Linked DNA regions of Gasterosteus aculeatus: region 2 is linked to region 1. The links are chromatin contacts, called in public Hi-C maps. All regions are on one chromosome and are shown on one strand. The core of a region is the stretch at or near the end of the contact, and the rest is flanking DNA. Distances in the headings are between cores, read along the strand shown. Region 1 overlaps robo1 (roundabout, axon guidance receptor, homolog 1 (Drosophila)). Region 2 overlaps robo2 (roundabout, axon guidance receptor, homolog 2 (Drosophila)).

Region 1 (7,609 bases), core at 2,842-5,341:
AAAATGGGTGATTGAGTGGGCTCGGATAAGCACGAGGAAGCATCGGCTGTGACTGATACAAATTCCTCCACCTTGAGAAGTTCCTGTGGTGATTGTAGCCGTGTTACAACACTGGAGTGGAACAATGTGCCTCGGGGAACAGCGCTTCACCCAGATGCATTTGTCACACTCTGAGCGGGTACGCGTCACCCTCGCCTGGATACCTTTACGCTCCCCTGTGGGCTGCTTAGTCACATTGGCATGCTAAGTCCACTCGGCCAGGCAGAGCCACAAATTGGGAAGACAGAGGAATGAGAAGGGAGAGGGCAGCAGTGGGAGGACTGACGGAGACGGACAGAGAGATGTGCAGGGTGCAAAGGCAAGAGAGCTGGTTTCATTAAAGGAAGTGCTTTTGCCTCTGGCTCAGAGAGTTGGTGGAGAAAAGTTGCTACGACATTAAAGTCTAGAGCGAGAGGGGTGAAGACAAAGTAACACGAACATGAAGAAATTTCAGAATGGCGGGGGTGGGGGCAACCCATAGAAGTCTTTCATGTATCAGACATGAGGGAGAAGCACAGAGAGAATAGACAGATGAGAAAAACAGACCGAGAGCGAGTTGTACAGACGGTGCTTTATCAGAGTGCATTTCACAGTAGAAACGGCTTCAAGGCATTCACACCTCCCGCATTTCACAGATGTGCCAAAGTTTGCTAATTACAGTATTTTGGGGTAATCTCAGGGGATGTATTTATTTGATTATGAATCCACCGTTGATCGGAGTAAATTATGCCTCTCTGTGTTTTGCCATCCGCCTGCATCGGGCATCAGGCTCTGTACGAATGTCTTGGGTTGCTTTCTTCTGCTCACCTGCCATTGTTGACTGGGATTTGAGATGAAAGCCTTTTGAATAATAGAGAGGAACGACTTCATTTCCACAACTCAGCCTCACTCACACCCGCTGAGATGAAAAATCTTTTTGTGCATCGGAAGAAGGAAGAATGTTCATATTTCTGAAATGACTCCATTTCTGTCTTTTCCTACTTTGTTGAAGTTTTAAATTGCATTCCTTCCCCTCTTATTTGTCACATTACTAAACCTTCTTCTCGCTCGTGCTGCACATTTTGTGTGTTTCTTGTTTTCACATCTCCTCCGTCCCCCATCCTCAGATGCTTCTGGGAAAATGACAGAGACGGTGATCCAGGAGAACCCTCTTTCCCAGCAGATCTCAGACGTGGTCAAGCAGCCCGCCTTCATAGCCGGCATAGGAGCCGCTTGCTGGATCATCCTCATGGTCTTCAGCATCTGGTTGTACAGACACCGAAAGAAGAGGAATGGCCTCTCCAGCAGCTATGCAGGCATACGCAAAGGTCTGTACATTAGTGGACATCTACTTCAATGCTGGCTAAGGGAGAGATTAGTTGTTTTTGTTATTTGTCAAATTTGGTAAGTAAATGTAATGCAATATCCATTAGTGTGAGACTGTGATCATTTCTGGTTCCAAACAATCGCCATCTTCTGCATCCCAAATGCTGCAAACCTACTTCACACACTGCATGTCACACAGTGAGAGGCGTCTGTGTAGAGAGCCTAAGGTGAAGTCTCACTGAAAGTCCAACTGAGTGCTTCAGGATGGGATGTGAGGCCCCCGCTGAGAGTGCTGCACGAAGACGTTTTTTATTTCTTTTTCATACGTCTGTCACGCTGATTCTGCAAGGGCTTGTGAAGAGTCTTTTCAGTAAAGTACATTTTGAGGTCCAACAACTCTGCTTTTAGCAACTCCTCTGTGACTGTGCTAGGAAAGAGAGGATGTCTTACCATAATACCTCTTTGTCAAGAGTGCGCTGACATTTACACATGCTTGAAGTACGCTCACTGTCTGTTCAGAGGGGGATCTTCTGTATACGGAATCGTTGAGCATTAAACAATCAGATTCATGATATGTTTATAAAAATCCCCCCAAAATCGCTTCCCCAAGCTGCATTTCCTCGTAGATTAGCCACAGTGTCACGTAGATGTGGTTTGTACCTGACTTGAGTTAAAGTGACGTGGCTCATGACAAGCCCCACCTCTGCCCACAATGGTTAGAGTACAAAGAGAGCTATTAGCCTTTCTTTCTGAGTCTCATTTATGTGTGGGCTGGATTAATGTGTGGCCTTGGGCTGTGCAGCTGCTGCCCGTGGGCGCTACCTGCGCTGTCTTTATCCCCGGTCTCAGGTTTACTGCTGACAGCCCGGGTTAGAGGAGATCCGCCCTTCAACCCTGAGACGTACACAGACAATGGACTGACGTCTGCGGCTGTTATACAGACAACACAGTCTATGGGTGAATCCACCGCGGCCTTTCTAAAAGTAGGAGTTGCGAGTCATGTGAAAGTGAGAGACACCTCAACTAAGCTGTTCCTTAAGCTCTGTGGTCTTTCTCAATTCTTCCCCTTACATGTTGGGGTTCTAATGGTCACAGCTGTGGCTTTCTACATGTTGGTATGGTGAAGATATTATCTTGAACATCTTAAAGACCCATGTGGATTTTCCTAATTGGACCGTATATCTTCAAAATTCAAAAATTGTTGAATGTTGCTGTTTGGTTCAGTGTTGCAGTCGTGCCGCTTTCTGAGATGTCTTTATCCAAGCTAACAGCTCCAAAGGCAATACCTGTATTTTTTAACCACTGCGACTTATTCAGAACCAATGCTCTGATGCAGAATAGTCCCTTTGAAGACTTTATGAGTGCCAGTATTGATCTGTGGCCGGGGGGCGGGGGGGGGCAGAGAAGACTGTGGGCTGAGGTTCCCCTCTGACTTTCTGTGATTCTATATGTTGATGTTAACTCACATAAACTCACAAAGCTCTTCAGGGGCACAGTAGGCAGACATGCCCCCCCCCCCCCCCCCCCCCCCCCCCTCCTCCCCTTGTGGCTGTGGTCTTTGTAGGAACTGGTTACAGAGAATGTTTTGAAAGGAGTATAATTGCAACCACATGAAGCAACAATATGCACTTGTTGGGGATAAATTGGCTGAACTGAGACATGTGTATGTGTGCATCTGCTGTGGTGTTTGAGCAAACTGTTTGAGAAAATGAAACCGTTTTTTTCATCCCAGTCGTCTCCTTCTGTAGGTCAGAAACAGGCAGCAACATTTCTATACTGAACATTTTCTATGTAGCGTTCTGGATGTCCAGCACGGTGCATTGTGGCATCAACGCATACTTTGGCTAAGTCTGCCAACGGTATCTTACTCTTTTGCACATGGGCCCCTTCCCAGCTAAAATGTGAGTAATTGAGTTGCGTGGGTGATGATACGAGTGTTCGCGATAGCAACGGATATCTCCCCGGTGGGTGACCCCCTGCCCAGATGGTCTCTGACAGTCTGAGCCAGGGATTTGAACCAGCAGCTGGCTCAACACTCACTATCCCCAAGTTGGGGCCAGGAGATATACAGTATACAGGGATCAAAGACTAGGGGCCAGCGAGTAGCTTGTTACTACAGGCCAAGTTACTATGCATTGATGAGGCCTATAAATGAAGTCCTAGGGGCCCAGACAGTACTGATGAACAGCTAATCAATGATTTGTTTGCTTCTGTCATTACAGTGCCATCCTTTACTTTCACACCAACAGGTAAGCACTTTCCTCCTTATTTTACTTTAAATACAAAATGGGTCGTCTACTTTTGTCAACACTTCCACCACGTAATGTGTTGTTGTTGTTGTGATGGAGCAGCTTCACGGAGAGCATTGCACACCACTGAGAGCCTGTTAAGACTAGTGTTAACTTGATCAAAGCACTGCTAGCGACTTCAGACGTGATTTAAGAGAATGACACACCACCAGCACGCCAACATACCAATTAGATAGGCAAGCAGTAGCGGAGCTAAGGAGGTTATCTTTGAATTAAAGTCACACAGGGAGAAACAGATATAAGAAAAGCTCTTTGTGTGTGTCTCTCTCTCTCTCTCTCTCTGCAAATGTGTGGTTACATTCCTCCTTTTTCTTCCACTCGTTGACTTTCATCCACCTGAAGTTATTTGTTCGCTAGAGGTGTGTCAGGGGTGTTGGCAGTGCTCAGTGCTCTGCTGAATGTGAAACAGTGAATAGGTGAGAGGAAGTCAAGGTGAGAGCAGGAGACTTGTATATTACAGTTGGGGTTCGTGGTTACACTGGCTGATCCGGTCTGTTCGGACCTCATATGTAACAGTGGCAGCGTTGTTTCTGATTGCCGGAAGGGTTGCAATCAGGTAGAATAATTGCAGTTGCAAGCTTGTTTTTTCATCCGTGGCAAATCTGTCAGGTGAAACCCACTCTGAGCTTTTGTGTTTAGGTTTCTGCCTGTTAAAGAAGAAAATCCTTGCTGCTGGCAGCCAGTGTGAAAGCGTGACGTCACACTGCGTTCGGCTACGATTTCAATCGAGAATTAGATCGTGATACTTTGGTTCGCATTGGAGAGAGCTAATCTAAGAACTCTATGTGTGGAGGCCAAAGCCACACTTCCTGTTTTCAAAACGAGACAGCTGAAGGGCCGACCTCCTTCTCTTCCACCTCCTCTCCTCTCAGGGAGGAGATTGTAATTAAAGTTGGAGGTTTATCTCTCCTTCACACACGGGCAGCTTAGAGCGCCTTGAAAGAGTCCAACTTTCAGTGTGCAGAGCTTCAAACATGCTGAACTCGAGCCAGACAGCCAAAGAGCTCTGCATTTCTGTTCTTCGTAAGCCTCTTATATCCTCCTCCTCTTCCTCCTGCTGTTGCTGTTGCCGCGTGTGTGACTCAGCCGAAATGATGCCACACACATTCACTCACATGCACATTTGAACTGATACAATATCTCACACTTGTTAAGACATAGCATTCCTATCATTGCTCACAAAACAAATCCATTCAAAACCAAATTAATAACATAGTAGCCAAAAGAAAATATGTGGTGACAATAATATAAGTGTTAAATCATGTTTATTAACTTATTTTCTCTCTTTTTAGTTGCATATCAGAGAGGAGGAGAAGTTGTAAGCAGCGCTGGAAGGTAAGAGTTATATTGTTTTCATGAATGGTTTTTAAAAATATTTTTAGTATCACATTTTGGGAAATGAATGAATACTAGTGATCACATCACTAAAACTCCCAAAACGTACGAGTAGCGTTTGGCAAGTGAACTTTTTTTCAAAGACCACTAGGGGGAGTGCTGAGACCTTCTTACGCAGCAGAGAGCTAAGGAGGGGTAAGGAGGTACATCAAATATGTTATGATAACTGGAACAAAGCCGGACGTAGTCTGCCAGGAGCCCATCTCCATCCTACATGGTGGAGAGCCACATCCAACCACAAGGCTGCGCCGTAGACTCGCCCTAAAACGTGAACGGAGACACGTGCACACACACAGCAGAGAGGGCACACCTTTTCAATGTTGTGGAATGGTGCATTGTGCAAAAACAGCGACTGTGCGCATGGCAAACACTGCACTCATTTGTGACTTGTGACTGCATTTGGCATGTTTACATACAGCAAGAAAATAGTGAAAATTGAGTATGAAGACAAGAAGAGGGAATATGTATTAAATTGTGAATACTGAGAGAATATAATTGACACCGCACTGACTGTAAGTGTACATGAGTTTGCATGTTTATGTGTGGATAAATAGTTAGCTCGGAGCCATCAGCAGTAAATCCATGTCCATTATGTTATCCAGTTCTATGATTGAATCCCACATGCAGCATGGCCGTGTCAGCTCTGCACAAAGACAATGGCCATTCAATATCAACATACAACTGCCGGGGTGATTGAGGAGCTATTGTGAAATTGCATTTGGCTGTGCAAGACAAATGTGTTCATTACCCAAAATGAATCCCAAGAAATGAGTCATTTGAGAGGGAACGAGGAAGCGTAACTCGATGCTAATGCAGTGTTGGAATATGCAAACTGGAAGTAATACTGTGGACATTTTGAATACTGAAACAGTATATGGCCCTGGTGGCGTAGACTGAAATGTATTTGTGTGCTAGATTGATCCGTTTTATGAGCAATAGAATGCGATTTATTCTCAGTACTGTTAACACTCAGTGGTTGGCCTGTGGTCATGTTGTACGGTAGAATCCAGTGGAACAAGTGATCTTCAAATTACTGTAGCAAGACATGCAAACAATACAGTCGGATGAGTTTCCTTCTGTATAGCTAAGAAAATGTTTTTTTTAAATGATAGAGATGTTGTGAGACATCAGAGAATCTATTCAGGGAGCATTTGTGGTTCACTGGCTGTTCGGGACACACATTTGCAACATTGGGAGTCAATGTTATCTGGCTGTCTAATCCGGGCGGTCGGCTAAATGCTCGTGGGGGCTTCTTGTGTCATTGGCTGTATGCAAGTCAAGCACACACAATCTATTTAGTTGGCCTTCTTCCTAATGTGCTCCCAGGCCTTTGTGATTGTGTGTTGTGTGCTGTGTGCGTTTGGTCAAAAGGCAAAAAAGTACTAAAGCAACCTATCCTCCACTGCTGCATAAAAAGGTTCCACATGATCTTCTATTTTTAAGTCTCGTGCTACTGTGAATATTTCAGTTTATTCACACAAATATTATTTGGGTGTTGCCTTAGGCTCTTACTCATGTTGGGTCCCTTTCTTTTTTACAGGCCCGGTTTGCTGAACATTGGGGAATCTGCCACCCAGCCCTGGCTGGCGGACACGTGGCCCAACTCCTGCTCCAACCACAATGACTGCGGCATCAACTGCTGCACTGCCGGCAATGGCAACAGTGACAGCAACCTGGCAACGTACAGCCGTCCAGGTGTGTAGTGCCGACCCGTCCATGCATACGAGACAACCAAAATAAACACTCCCTCAAAACGCAAGCATGCAGTCCTTGACAAAATAACTGTAGAGATAAGGAGTGTAGGAGCTGGGGGAATCAACGGTGCGAAATGAAGCTACATCTGATATGTGGGTTACCTCCCTGGGGAGTTGTTCCGTGTAGCTCTCCTTTCTGTAGGTTTCCACAAGAAAAAGACCTGCAGAAATGTTAGGATTAAGAGAGGCTGTGTGCTTGTGTGCTTGATTTATCTGAGGTTAAAGTAGAGCGGTTTTAGGCAGGAAATAAAAGGAGCACACTGCGAGGGGGCTTATGGCTCCACACTGTTGCTAATCGAATTGCTTTGCTGATTTCCATACTGTTGTTATAGCCAGTAATGTAATTTCCCCTAAGTGCTCAGTTATTTAAGAAATGTGCAGGGGGCGAAGAGGTCAAGGCTGGACTGCAGATGGTGGCCAGAAGCAGAGAGGGGGGGGTGAATGATAGAGGGAGAAATGCGTACCTGGATAAAACGGGCGAGAAAGGAATGATGACAAATATACCTACGTGTACAATATCATTCACCGAAATGTATGTGTGAGTGGAAGAGGAGAGCGAGAACGTAGGAGAGGTGGAGAGAAAGGGCGAAGCAACCTATGGAACTCAACCAGGTGGCCTTTTAATTATTCAGCACTAGTTGGCAACAAAAGGGAGCAGATTTGGCCTTGAAATCATCTACACTATTACTATACAATATACACTATTGTATGTGCACACACACACACATATATAGTGACCTATCACAGCAAAAGGAGCAGAGTAAAACCCGCAGCCAAAAACACGTCAGTTTGGATGACACAGGACTT
Region 2 (7,609 bases), core at 3,449-5,948, 100 kb after region 1:
CACATGTTGTATGTGTGTGTATTTCAGCATACACGCATCTGGTGATGCAAGAAAAACGCCTCCCACTGCCTCCGCCCCGCCTCCACCCCGAGTAATTAAACACAGATTATGTCTGTTTCCGGCTTCTGCTCCGCACATTTCAGAGCTGGATTTAGTTGCTTTGAAATGACTGGAGCAGAAGAATGAAGCAGCGGCTGACAGCGTCACAAAAAAAAAGAATGCACCCGTATGCCTGTTTTCAAACACCTCCAACATCGCCCACAATAAAGAGCAGGACGGTGTGGTGGCAATCGCAGCCGCTGTGCGAGCCGTCAAAAAGGGCTGCTTCTGCATTCATGCGCCGCGTTACTCTGGGCGCGTTGATGGCACGCATCACTGTCACTGAGATGCTGAGGATTTCACTAAACATGGGAAATATTGTAAAAAAACAAACAAGTATTGTGTTTGCGTGATCCTGATTGAGATCATTTAATTACGGTAGTATAGATTAGCTAATCATTTTCAAATGGTATTAGCATTATTGAATGTCAAATGACATTTCATAGATATTTCTCCCGATATTATTGACTTTGCTGATGCTGGAGAGATGGCCCTGCTCAATATGAGTCAAGAGCTAAGTAGCAATCCAGCCAAGAGACTGAGGAGGAGACAAAGGGGGCAAACAGAGAAACATAGTGAAGTATGTTTTCACCATCTTTCATTATTCAGCCTCAAGCCATGAATAACTGAATAACTAAATCCATGATAGCAGGGGTGGAGGGCTGCATTTTCATAAAGCATGTCTGAATGTGGGGGAAGCGTAACAAGCCAGAGGAAAGAATCCTCCTCCACCAAAAGAGGTCTTTAAATGAAGAGCTAGAAGCTCCACTCATGCATGACTGCCTCCCCTACGTCCATTCCAACGTGGACCTCTGCACCCCCGCCCATTTAGCTGGAGGCGGGAGGGAGGGGGGGGGGAGTGGTGCTCAAAAATAAATAAACAACGATGCTTAAAATGTCCATTACTTCTAAGGAGTGAAAAGGATGCCTTGGTCAGTGGGAGAACCATTGTTATTATAGCGACTATTAAGAGAGAGAGGTGAAGAAAGGGACCCCTGAAGTCCCCGTGCCTCGCTGGCAGCCAGCACTCCACGGGAGCTGAGATCTCATCAGGTAATTGTTGCGTGTTTTACTTAAACATGACCCCCGCAGCGCCGTGCTACCGACGAAACGAACAATGCACGCGTGTGTGTGCGCTTTGTCACATCATTGTCCAGCTAAACACCTATCATTAACACAGATAATCCGTGGCCACTTTTCAATAGAGGTCTCGTACAATTGAAGTCGGTGAACTCATTTGTGAGAAAGGGAGAAAAAAAAAAATGCAGTTTAAAATTGCCTTTTTCCAATTCATCTGCTGATTACCATAATCACTGCATGGCTGAAAATACTTTGTAAATGTGTGTGCTATTAATTCCTGCAATTATGGGAGCTAAACGCAAATGGCTTGCGAGTGTGGACGGACCCGTCGATAGAGCTGATAAAGCACAAATAAACCCAATCTTAAGCTTCACCACTGTTCGTCACTGTCGAATGACCCTCCGGGCTTCGCTTCATCATTATCCTCTTATCAGTTTTATACAAGCAATTGAGGAGGAAAACTTTGCTTGCGTTTCTAGTCTACATGCCAAAAAAAGGGCGGCTGGACCAATTTACAGAGGTGGTTTTACTGTGAAAATGGATTTGAAATGTGATGGACACTCTACTCTACACCCCTCCAGCATCTGCCTCAAGCTGTAGATCACTCTCCCGTGAGCCCTCGCTGCGCTGTCAGACCAGCAAATTCCGCCGTCATTAATAGCGGCCACTTGTGTCTGACGTAAATGAACGTACAGGCTATCAATTAGCTCGGGTCAGGCCAGGCGTAGTGTACTCCAGGGGAAATGGAGACAGGCATCCTGAAGAGATTCTGGACAGAGGAGATGGATGATAGCGCACCTCTCGAGCATCATTAGGTCTTTCTTTTTCTTTCCTACTTTAGTTTTTTCCTCATTATCTAAAATATAAGTTTTCTTTACACCTTGATTTTGATTCATCAGCTCTAGCTAAAATTCCTCAAACACAATGCAAAGACTCAAGCTTGGCACACATGCCAACACTGCTCAGGTCCACTAATTTGCATTCCGGTTTGTTTTCCCACACTATTATGGAAAAAGTGAAGAGTGCCATGAATGAATGTTTGGTTCATACACAACGAACAACCACCTAAACCTCATGATACCTTGATCGATTATTTTCTACATGACCCCTTCGCTTCGTCTTGAATATATTCATGCATACATCTGTCTTTGCCTCTACCCTGTTTCCTTGATGGGTTCATTCCTCTCCCATTGCCTGTTGTGTGAGTGACCCTGACGACCCAGGAGAATCTCTTAACAGGCTCCCATTGCCCATCAGAATTGATCGGCCCACAGCACCCTGTCAGACGCGATCAATACATCATTCCTTCAGTAACGAGGCCTGCTAGCTTGCCGCCTCTTCCTTCCCTGCATCGCTATACTTCCATTGTATTATTATTTCTCACAGTGGATCGATGCAGGCAAACAGGCTCACTGTAAACCACACCACAATTAGAGCAGTCTAATCTTCTTGTTGACTCCATCTCCCTCACAACAGCCAGCGAATGAAAAACACAAATGATAATGAAATCTAATGGGATTCTGTGGAATTAAATCACTTAAACAATGAAGAGGGCCCAGCATGAGCTCTGAACCAATAAAGATCCCGATAGAGGTATATACCAGTCAATATCTCATATGCTCATAGGCTTAACAAGAGCAGCTTTTCTTCACGGTGGTGCGGCATTTGGCCCCGGCGCTTTCAACAGGAAAAGGCTAAACGTATTTGGAAAAGTAATAGAAAAAAATGTTAAAATAGCAAAGAAAATCATAAAGCAAGCATTTATTCATACGAGTACACACATGTTTTGTACGTGCACATGTGTGTACTTTCCCAGATCCGCAGTTGGAAATTTAGATCTATTTTCATCGCATTAAGTGAATCTCTGGCGAATAAAATTGCATTCCTAATACTGAGCACAGAAAATGACATGCTCTGTAGTATTAATCTCGTAAGAAATTTCAAGCCGTAATGAGGTTAATTTCATTAGGGGAAGTATTTTTTCCTCAAGAACTTCAACAGCATCGTATTCTTTTCTATTAAACATGCAGGGGTTTCCAAAAGTTACAATGAGAGAACTGACTCCTGCAATGTCATCGAAATGGCAGCTGAGAGAAATAGAAGTACAGTACAGCTAATCTGATCATTGAATTATATATTTAACACGCATGTGTAGTTTGGCACGGGTTTGAGAGCAGGCCTGTCTGAGAGCGGCGCCGGCGATGCGATAAAAGCTGTCTGCGCGGTGCAGGCTGCGTACGGGGCAGCAGTGTGGAACTGCAGGAGTAATTAGCCAACCGGGCCCCAAGCACCCTGTGAAGTCCAGCCTTTGAAGGAGGGAGCTGAGACCGATCAGTGGCCCTTCTGATGTATGTTTGTGAATCTTTCAAGGGAGTGAGAGCTGCTAACGAGGCCTCATCTATTACCATTTGAGATGTAATTAGCTTTGTTGGGAGAATGGAACGGGGCCAAGCCAGAGTGGCTCAATCTGGGATCAGGTTGCCTCCTGTCCCACAAGGCGGCACCAGCAGGAGGATGAAGTGAGAGGGTGGAAGGAGATTCCCTGGGGAGGAGAGAGGGCCCCAGCAACCCCGACACGTAGGCTAGCCAGACACATAGCCACCATACAAGAGCACAGGGGTGAATCAAGACTGGCATCACCAGGCCCTTTGTTGAAGAAAGGGGGCCTCTAAAACAAACATATGCACATGTTGCATAGGCCCAATTAATCAAGTAACGTGTCTGCTGTTGTGCTTTCTGGTCCAAGTTTTTGCTTTTGAATAGGCAAACCAACCATTTCATCCCCAAAATCCAATATTATTTCCTTTGTTGGTGCCTTTACCGTTGTGTAAAGTTAGTATGGGACGTCACGTGTGTGGTAATGTGGCTTCCACAGAAGTGAAGTCCATTTACCTCACACACGTCAGAGGGACATTGAGATGTCTTTTTCTCAATCTCTATCCTTGTCAGAATCCAAACGGGACCTCCCGCTATCCTCAGCAGCATTTCACTATTAGCCTCCTCTTATCTTCTTGACCTTCTATATGTGTGTGTGCACTGGTATGAAGCGACAGATTAGCAGCCAATCTTTGCCTCTAAAGTTACTGCGGGGTGAGGTCAGGTGTGACTCCTGCTCTGTTGGCTGCTTTAGTTGACCTTTACCCCCTTAGAGTTTGGTTGCCAGCCCCTGGGTGTCTGGGAGGGCCATACGGGTCATGACTGTTTTCACCACACATCAGCAGTGATTTAGTGGAAGCTAATGAGCCATAAGTCTTCATCAGGTCTCACTCTACACACGTACCACCAACATATCACACGATGGAGGCATTACATGCGACATGGTGGAGACACCATCTAAACACATCTCTTTGTTCTTAAGCCCTCTGTCCAAACACGACTCCGACAGGACTAAGACTCATTGACAGCGAGTGAAAACTTAAAGAGACGAAAACATGGAGCTTGCGTGGTGCAGCCCCCCTCTCTAGAGAGGGGCGGTGTAACAGGAGTGGGGAAACAGTGTGGCTATCAGTAGTGACCGTAATCTGTCCCCGGACTTTTTTTCCCCTGCTCAATCTTCCTCTTGCCACTGGGGTTGTTGAACTAGGACATGTGGCAGGGCTGCTAGAATCAGTATGCAGCATGGAGACGGTGAATCAATGGGGCCTTGAAGGCTCCCCACCTCCTCTCTCTGTCCTATAGCCCCGCTATTAATGAGCAGCAACCAGGGCCCGTCCACTCCTCGCGTGGCCACGAGCTAAATTACCACCCGTGAATCAACACAGCATTTATGGGCAACCGCAAATTAAAGTGTCTAAATCTGCAAGGACATCCAGCCCTTGTATAAACAAGAGGATCACAGAATGGGCTGAGAATGGGAGCTGTAGAATCCAATAAGTGTGTAAATGAACAGAAAAAAATATATAGTAAAGTATAGTGTGAGTAAGCAGATCGGTTGTGGACAAATGCCTGGACAAGCACCTGGACACTTATTTTAACGTATCTTAAGAGCACCCAAACAAAAAAACTAGCCAGATTTTAAAAAAAAGGATAAAGGAGAGACAGACTAATATTAAACCAGACCGTATAAATAAGAAGCATGGTAATAAATAAGTAAACCAACAGTAAAGGCAGCAGGCGGGAGGAGTAGTGGTATTAGAGAAGGAAAACAAACTTGTATTGTGTGTAAGAAAGAAAAAAAACCTATGAAGATTATCTGTAAAGTAATTACCTAACCTTCTAATCACAAGCTTAGAAAGAGAGAGGGCGGTCTTGAAATGAACCTTTGTGCAAACCCATGCACACGCAGGCATAACCCTTCCTAATTACATCTGCAAAACCTACGGATGTAGCAATACAAAGCCTTGTTGGCAGAACCAGATGTTTATCTAAAGCTTTATCCAAAATTATAGCAAAACCCAAATCAGTTTCTATTTTGTTGAATACAGTAAATACTTTGAGTGGATTGAGTCGGCCCTTGGCTGATGAATATGACTAAAGCCTTGCTCTAAAGAGATGGTTGTAACAAAAAGTATTGTCCTCACTGTGTGAGGCAATCTAATGGATTGGTTTACTGGAATCCGAGCAGCTGGTCTTTGAGTTGGTGCCAAATAGAGGCGTTTAGATAAAACACAGAGCCACTGCTTGCTTGATTTAATAGAGGGATGACTTTGAGTACGTGGTCCTGTGCTGTGGCTTTACCTTTCTGATGGAGAGTACGGCCCTTTGTAGGTCATTGTGCTTCTGACAGGACGTCAGTAGGTGTCAAACTTTAAACGCTTCAAAATGGGCCCCCACTAAAAGTGCCTTGGGACCAGACCACTCACCCTCCTTCCATCTCACTGGTGACAGTCCACCACTGAGGGAGAAACAGTCTAATTTCACTGCTGGCTGACGACCATTCAGCGTGAGTGATGAGGGAGCAGGCCCTTGCGCACTTGTGTGCACAGACATCTATACCACGCACGCACACACACAGAAAATGATACTAAAACAGTAAACTCAAGGCGAGGTTGGCTGTCTTGACAGGCCCATTAACTGGCCTCTGCCTGCCATTTCAGTTGCGTTTCACACCCTCCAATTCCAGAAAAAATATACTGGCCTGCAAAGCCTTACTGTACACGCTCCAGTGCACCCCGGCCCCTCCGAAACCATCACTATCCAGTGGTCTGTCCTCTGCTTGCACCCACCCCCATTCTCCCCCTTCATTATCATGCTGAAAACTAAACTGCTTCAGCGTAATAGGCTGCCAGTGCACCTGCCATCAGATGCTTCTGAAGGTGAGGGTTGATAGAGAATACTCAATGCCCTCTCAGGAAAAGTTAGAGGCAGTGAGTGAGACATGACCAGATATGCGGCTAGGGGGGGGCCCTCCGGGGCCTCCACTGTGATCGAGCCTGATGAAGATAAATGGACAGGACCAATATGGCCTCCTGTGCGGCGGGGTATCATCTACAGGAAAAGGGGGGTTGTGGGTGGCTGGTTGGATGACGGACACGCAGCCTAATTGGTGACCTACGGAGTCAGAGGTTGGGTGGGGAGGCCTCTCCCCTGACTGAGTGGCATGAGTGTCAATCCATCCTGAGCAGCGGTCAGAGATCAAGTGATCTACAGGGGGGGAGAGACAAAGGGACCCGTGTCGGAGAAACGGCGCGTTTGCGGCGCTCGGAAAGGGAACGCTAATGTGAGATTATACGATTAAAACTAAAAACTACAGATGACGGGGAAAAAAACACTACGAATTGTGTTACACTTCTGGCCTACGTTTTGAGGCTTGAGGTTGGAGAGAGAGTATAAAAGGATGATGACACAAAGTAGGACAATTCTTTGTTTGTGTGTGGTCTGTCTGGTTGGCTCAGCTGTGAATATCGTACATTGCGCCCAGAGTAAAAAGAGGAGCTCTTGTTGAACACTAATCCGAGTCAGGGTTTGCCCTCTGTGTTCAGTTATTTTGCAGCAGCTTGAGGGAAATTGATCACATGCCTGAATTAATACTTAATCATAGCACCCCAGATGCTCTTAGCTGAGGCCCGTGTCCACTGCTGAGCAAACATGAGCGCCACAAAGGAAGAGGTTAGGGTACAAGCAGAAGGCCAGAACAAAGTGCATTATATAGTGGACTATGTGTGCTTCTGAACGGTCAACATGAACAAATACATAGACAGGAATTACCATGCATGAATGGACATGCACACATGCACGCATAGCCGGATAGCCATCACTAGCTGTCACATTACATGCATGTAATGAAGAGAAAGATTCCAAACAAACTGCATTTACCAGTGAGCTGATCACTGTGGGACATTTTGTCTCCTTGTCAGTTAGGGCCTATTTCCATCCAAGATAATCTGCGTACTAATAATGTTGGCGGAAAATGTTTGAAAGTCTTAATGGACAACACAAAGAGTGAAAATAATCATGTGGAATGTCAGCGTGTTTCCCCGTGCTACAATAT

What was found. A called contact is a pair of places that touch in the nucleus more often than the background predicts.
Region 2: a contact with region 1 is called in a Hi-C map of liver, with 2.0 times the contacts expected there. The contact joins two enhancer-like sites. A contact is called at or near these places in 3 of 6 Hi-C or Micro-C datasets (liver and skeletal muscle).

Annotation. Positions count from the first base shown.
Region 1 is chr1:13,782,705-13,790,313 of fGasAcu3.hap1.1, forward strand. It overlaps robo1 (roundabout, axon guidance receptor, homolog 1 (Drosophila)), which reads left to right. Exons shown (of 31, transcript XM_078098242.1): 19 at 1,146-1,346; 20 at 3,567-3,593; 21 at 4,946-4,988; 22 at 6,589-6,743. Among protein-coding and RNA genes, the nearest start is that of robo1, 200 kb to the left of the region's middle. Within about 2 kb of position 4,092, at least 4 of the 9 cell types and tissues checked have open chromatin away from gene starts, as enhancers often do. A contact at or near this core is called in liver, where this site is marked.
Region 2 is chr1:13,884,008-13,891,616 of fGasAcu3.hap1.1, forward strand. All of the region lies in intron 2 of robo2 (roundabout, axon guidance receptor, homolog 2 (Drosophila)), which reads right to left. Among protein-coding and RNA genes, the nearest start is that of robo2, 160 kb to the right of the region's middle. Within about 2 kb of position 4,699, at least 1 of the 9 cell types and tissues checked has open chromatin away from gene starts, as enhancers often do. A contact at or near this core is called in liver, where this site is marked.